2 separate regions of the Mus musculus genome follow, and region 2 is linked to region 1. Evidence: chromatin contacts called from public promoter capture Hi-C data. All regions are on one chromosome and are shown on one strand. The core of a region is the stretch at or near the end of the contact, and the rest is flanking DNA. Distances in the headings are between cores, read along the strand shown. Region 1 holds the start of Pold2 (polymerase (DNA directed), delta 2, regulatory subunit). Region 2 holds the start of Tcn2 (transcobalamin 2).

What was found. Promoter capture Hi-C pulls out the DNA fragments that hold promoters and counts their contacts.
Region 2: a promoter capture Hi-C map of pre-B cells shows a contact between it and region 1, with 4 times the contacts expected there. The contact joins the promoter of Tcn2 here to the promoter of Pold2 in region 1. A contact is called at or near these places in 1 of 39 promoter capture datasets (pre-B cells) and 1 of 9 other capture datasets (adipose tissue).

What each region holds. Positions count from the first base shown.
Region 1 is chr11:5,876,741-5,879,674 of GRCm38.p6, forward strand. Pold2 (polymerase (DNA directed), delta 2, regulatory subunit) reads right to left here and starts at 1,516. Exons shown (of 11, transcript NM_008894.2): 1 at 1,452-1,516; 2 at 1-249. The coding sequence starts at 192.
Region 2 is chr11:3,930,592-3,933,525 of GRCm38.p6, forward strand. It overlaps Tcn2 (transcobalamin 2), which reads right to left and starts at 1,453. Exons shown (of 10, transcript NM_015749.3): 1 at 1,385-1,453; 2 at 802-996. The coding sequence starts at 865.

The sequences.
Region 1 (2,934 bases), core at 266-2,765:
GAACGGTCTCATCTGGATGAGGCGGGTGGCATAAATATGGGCGTACTGCCGGTTAAAGCTGCGCTCTCCCAGTCGGAAGGGCTGTGAGGAGTTGGTGTAAGTTGCCACAGGTACCCGGGCAAAGGTGGCATTGCTGGCAGAGGGCGGGGCGAGCAGAGTGTGGGCCCTCTGTGCTGCCTGCTCGGAGAACATGGCGGCACTCCTGGCTTGTTTGGTCCAAGCAGCTGTGTCCAGGCCGAGGAGTTATCACTGCAGAGACACACAAAGGCATTCCTGCAATCCCTTCTTGTACCCAAAGCTCCCCTAGTGTCCCAACCACGCTGTCCACAATGTGCACACATGTGTCCGGAGGTGTCATCCTATAACCTAGTCAGATACAACCTGGAGCTCGTTCCAAACCTTGTTCATCACCTCCTCCTCTCCACATTTCTACCCAATCACCAGGGTCTCAAATTCTGCATACCCTCAAATGGAATTATTGATCTGCTTCTGCCCAGCTCCCTGGGACCTCTGCTACCTCTAGGGATGCTATCAGGCATCACTGAAGAAGCCTGTCATAATATAATTAGTGATAAAAAATAAAGCATAAAGCTGCCCCTGTTTTGCTCAAAACCCCCCAAAGGTTGCTTTTCAGTAAATAAAACCCCAAGTTCTTACCACGACCTGTAAGATCAGCTCTGGGCCTCTAAGAACAGCTCCCCCCTCCTATCTGTTTCTCCTTCCAAGTGTCCCTTCCACAGCAGGGGCTCCAAGTAGAGGCCTCTCTACTCCTGCTGGGTCCTCTCCTTTTCCCCAAGGCTTACTGGCTCTTCCCTTTCAAGTCTTTCCTTAAAACTCACCTTCCCATATCTAATTGACTGCATTGCTACTTCAACTGTCTGCATCATTATCATCTCTCAAGCATTTACTTTGCCTCCTCCAACTGTTGCCTAAGCTCCGGCAGCGCAGAGGTTTGTTTTCTTGTATTGCACCCCTTCCCACTAAGATGTGCTTGGGGATGGATGCACAGCGGACTTTAGTATAAAGTATCTCAACATATTCTTCATGCGTAGTTGAGACGACAACAGGCTGGATGTAGTAACGGAAGTTTTGAACACAGCTTTCTTTTTCATTTTACTTTTTTTTTTTTTTTTTTGGTACAGCTATTACAAAGTTCAAATTCCCCTAGCTGGTTCGGCTTTCTTTAATGCGCAGCTCTGGCTTAGGGAGCGGACCCTATGAATTTGCCAAATGGGCACATGTAAACTGGATGTAAGCCAAAAACGCACGGTGGTGGCAGCGGCCCACACGGTGCTCCAGGCCGGACCCGACGGGAGACCTGCCCCGAAGCAGACACGCCCAGCTCGGGCCCATGTTACAGTTCGAAGCACCCTCAAGACCCCGGCCCGCTGTCCAGGTACCGCCAAGTCTGACCCAGGACCCACGTTAACCCCGCTCAGCAGCACACTCACCGCGCCACGCCGCATCCCGCCAATCTCTGCGCGCCCGTCCCGCCCATCGGCGCATCCAGCCAATCGCCTCCCGCCCCATCCCGCCCATCGCTGCACGCTTCATCCAGCCAATCCCCGTGCGCCCCGCCTCTGGACCGAGGAAACGCGGAGTCACGCCTCCGGTTCCCGGGACAACCCATCACTTAGCACTGGGTTTCCTGTGCGCATGCGGTGTTTGCGGCTGGGCCTCATCGGGTGAACTCCTTGGGTAGCGTGGGCCGTAGTGAGGCTGGGCGCCTGGCTCATGCTGCTCTCCCCGAGCGCTGGGGGTCTGGTGGCTCCTGTGTGGCTGAAGCTTCCCTCCCACTCTATCCTGCGCTGTGATTCTCACCCTGACTTCTCAGATTCCCTTGGAAGCATGAACAATTTCTCCCATCTCACAGGCAGGGAAACAGGCAAAATGACCCAGCTAGTGAGAAAAGCTAGAATTCACACTAAGACACCCTGACTGCAAGTGCATCAGACTTCAGTGGTAACATTGCTCCTTTTTAAAATTGCCTAATTACTCAGTCTGAAACTTATTACTTAAGGTAGGTTTCTTCTGGCTTACTAAGTTTTTTTGTTTTATTTTGAATTTATTTTGTTTTGTTTTGTGTGTGGGTGTGTTTTGCCTGCACGCATGTGAGGTCAGTCTCCTCGGAGGCGAGAAGAGAGCGTCCGTGTCACCTGGAACTGGAATTACAAATGGTTGTGAGCCATTCTGAAAGAGCTCTCAACCGAGCTTTCTCCAGCCCCTTGTTTCTGTTTTTGTTTGTTTTTGCTTTTTGAGACAAGGTTTCCCTCGTTCCTGTTTTAATAATGAATTAAATCATTTTTTTCCCCCCGAGACAGGGTTTCTCTGTATAGCCCTGGCTGTCCTGGAACTCACTTTGTAGACCAGACTGGCCTCGGACTCAGAAATCCACCTGCCTCTGCCTCTGCCTCCCAAGTGCTGGGATTAAAGGCGTGCACCCCCACCCCCGGCTAAATCATTTGTTTTTAATGTTTCAGTTTGTTGAGTATTTTTTCCTTTGTAAGCTGGGCTGAGTGCGGATTTTTGCCTACTGTCTCAAGTAGCCTGTTGCATATTTGATTATGTTGCAACGTTCTTGTGTTCCAGGAACAAACCCCATTTGATGGATTTGAAACCACTTTGTAGAATTAAAATCCAAAGTTACAATGACACAGAGCTCGTTGTTGTGCAGCCCCTTGACTGGAGCTCTCCATTTACTCTTTGGTTGCTGTTCCCTTTGGTCTGCAGGACTCTCCTTAGGATTCCTTACAGTAAATGTCTAAGGAAATGGACTCATCAAATTTTATCCCAGAATATCTTTATTTCTACTTTTTCCTTGAGACGGGTCTAATATATTCCATGGTGTAGCAACAGGGCCTTAAACTCCTGATCTTTCTGTCTACACCTCTGGAGTGCTGGGGTTACAGGCACGTGCCACTACCCTGAGTTTTA
Region 2 (2,934 bases), core at 203-2,702, 1.9 Mb before region 1:
GCCCGAGTTCACCTGAGACCAGATAATCAGGGTACCCGGGAGGAAGGGGAGAGATGAGACACCCCTGCTTTCTGCCTGATCCCCGGGTATGACTGTGCCTGAACCTATAACCTAAAGGTCACAATCACGTTTTGAGAGGTCCCTAGAATCTATAAGAGGTCTCTGGAGGACTATAGCCCTGGGATGACTATCTGGAGCAGTCAGGGAGAACCTTCAAGTACCTGGAATGTTTGCCGCCGCCCCCCCCCCCCATCCATTCCCTCTGGGACTTCTTCCCAAAGCCTTCTAGTCCTTCTAGTCTTTGGACATCCTTTCCCATCCTTCTCTTTGATTCGACGGACCCCCGTGGCTTTCTATTGTTGCCTCAGGGTGACTTGTTTTGCATCACTCACGGTAACCCAATTTGGCACCCCTTTTGCCCCTTTCATAGAGCATAAACCCTAGGAGAGCTGGGACAAGTCTTGTGTACTCCTGACCCTTTCTCCAAACTAAACACCGGGCCTATTAACCTATCTCAGAGAGGCCCCATGTGCACCGAGTAAATGAACAAACTGCTGGATGAACTGGGGAGACCCTGTCGGGGACAGGGGGCACGTGTCCATTCAGCATGCCCAAGCACTAAGGTCCTGTTAAAAACTGCTGTGGGAGACCTGAGGGGCAGGTAAGTTTCTCCATCCCCCACTTCCAGTTTCCAATTTCCCCAATGGACAAGGACAGCCCCCCCCCACACACACACATATATCCCCGCTCCCCTGCCCTTCTCCCCCCACCCCAGGGTCCAGACACGGGTTGGTTACTTACCACAGAATTCAGCAAGAGCCCCAAAGACTCCAGAAAGGAGCAGCAGCGCCTTCAGGAGCTCCATGGCAGGCACAGGTGGGAGGTGGGAGACTCCTGGGTCTCACCTTGAGGGCTTGTCTGACTGCAACTGTTGTCTTGCTTAGGAAGAGGCAGCTTCACTGATTAATTGTCCTTCCAACAGCCGGAAGCACGCTGCTAAATCAGCAGAGAGAAAGGGGGAAAGGTCTGTTATGGGGCAGGAGGCCAAAGAACAGAGGAAGGAAGGAAGGGCAGAGCTGCTTGTCCTCCAGATGAGAACAAAAAGGGACTCCGTGGGGCAACTCAAAGCTAACCTTATCTGTCCCGAACGCTTTAAAGACCCCGGAAGCAGCACAGAAAGCCTGGTGCCTAATCTGTCCCAAGTCTATCTGACAGTGCTCGCCGGGGTCCGCCCTGCCCCGGCTTGCACACCCGCCCCGCGCCCTCCCCCCCCCCCGCCCCCCGCACATCCCAGCCCCCTGCCCACACACACACACCCCACCCCTGCCTGCACACCCGCACCGTTGCTGCTCTGGCTGCAGACATTCAGGACTAGAGTACCTACCGGGTGCACTTCACAGGAGTCCCTGGAAAGTACTTACTTTGACTCTCGGGGTCAGAGCTGGGAAACTGTGGTGATCACGTGACGGAGCTCTCTGGCGTCAGCTGTTCTGCCAAGGAGGCGGGGCAGCTGCTGGACCCGGCCCAGACAAACAAGTCTCAATCAACCAGACACAGCCTGGGTTTCCTTGAGGCGACAGCGAAAGTTGAAGAACAAGTGAATCTAGCAAGTTGCAAAACCTTTGGGAGCAGGGCTGCAGGGCTACTTGCCCTGAACTAGGAACGTCGCTTAAAGACATCTTGGCAGAAAAAAAACATTGCTTATCTGCCCAGCCCCACTGGAGACTCGAAGGATGAATCTAGCAGCGATGGGTGACCTCTCTGAGTTTCAAGTTATTCTCTCTCTCTCTCTCTCTCTCTCTCTCGAGAGAGAGAGAGAGAGAGAGAGAGAGAGAGAGAGAGAGGGTTAAACAATATTATCCTAGCAGCAATTTCCCAGTTCCACTTGTGAAGATGTTGAGACCGTAACATGCCTCTAGTCATCTTCAAATGAGATGTTTGTTACAACTATTTTTATAGCAAACTGTCAAAGGTCACACTTTCAAGAGAATCTATTTTTGTGCCAGGGTAATTATCACAAGCTAAGACCCAACACAGATATATATGGACCTGGATAGCAGTTATTAATTAGCAGTAATTAACGTAATGCATGTGTTGTTGCTGGCCTAGGTCATGTTGTCAGAGAAACTGAAAAAGACAAAGGACTCTATCATAATGCGGGGGTCACATGTGGGGTGCACACCTCTAGCCCCAGCCACTCAGGAGACTGAAGTAGGACTGACTGGCAGCCAGCTTGAGTAACCATGAGACCCTATCTCTTTAAAAGGAGGAAGAGAAGCTGGAAGAAGAGGCGGTGGGGAGCCAAGTATGGCTCTTGGTGCACACCTATATCTAGAATGTGGGAGACTGAGGCAGGAGAATCATTCCAAGTTCCAAGCCAGGCTGGGCTACTGAGACCTCATCTCAAAACTCAGGGAGACATAAGATGGGGAGAAGGAAGAAAGAAGTGAAGGAAGGAGAGAGGCAGGGAAGGGAGAAGCAGTAATTAGCTCGGAGTAAGGCGGGAAGTCCGCATGCACGTGCATTTTGCAGGGAGAAGAGGCTCCAGTGTTGTGGGTGCTCACCAGAGAAGACTGCTCGAATGTGAGTTTGAGCCAATAGAAGTCCTTATTCGCCGGCACTGACTACACTGGGTGTCTGGGATCCCTGCGTAGTCCCTAGACTTTCTCAGGGTGAGCCTTGAAGCACAAAAACCATGTCCTGGGTTGACACATTTCAATTAACAAAAACAGTTAGCCAGAAATGGAATTAGAGAAGCCAAAAAGCAAGGTTAGTACATTCAGACTTTCCCAGAACTGTGGACTTTGATGGGCTAGGTCTTTGTTTTGTTTTGGCAGGTGGTGCTGTCTACATGCTGAGTTTTACAGCCTGAATGATACTTTCATCATGGAGTCAGTTGTGCTAAGGTCACCAGGAAACTGTGCTTCTCCTGAG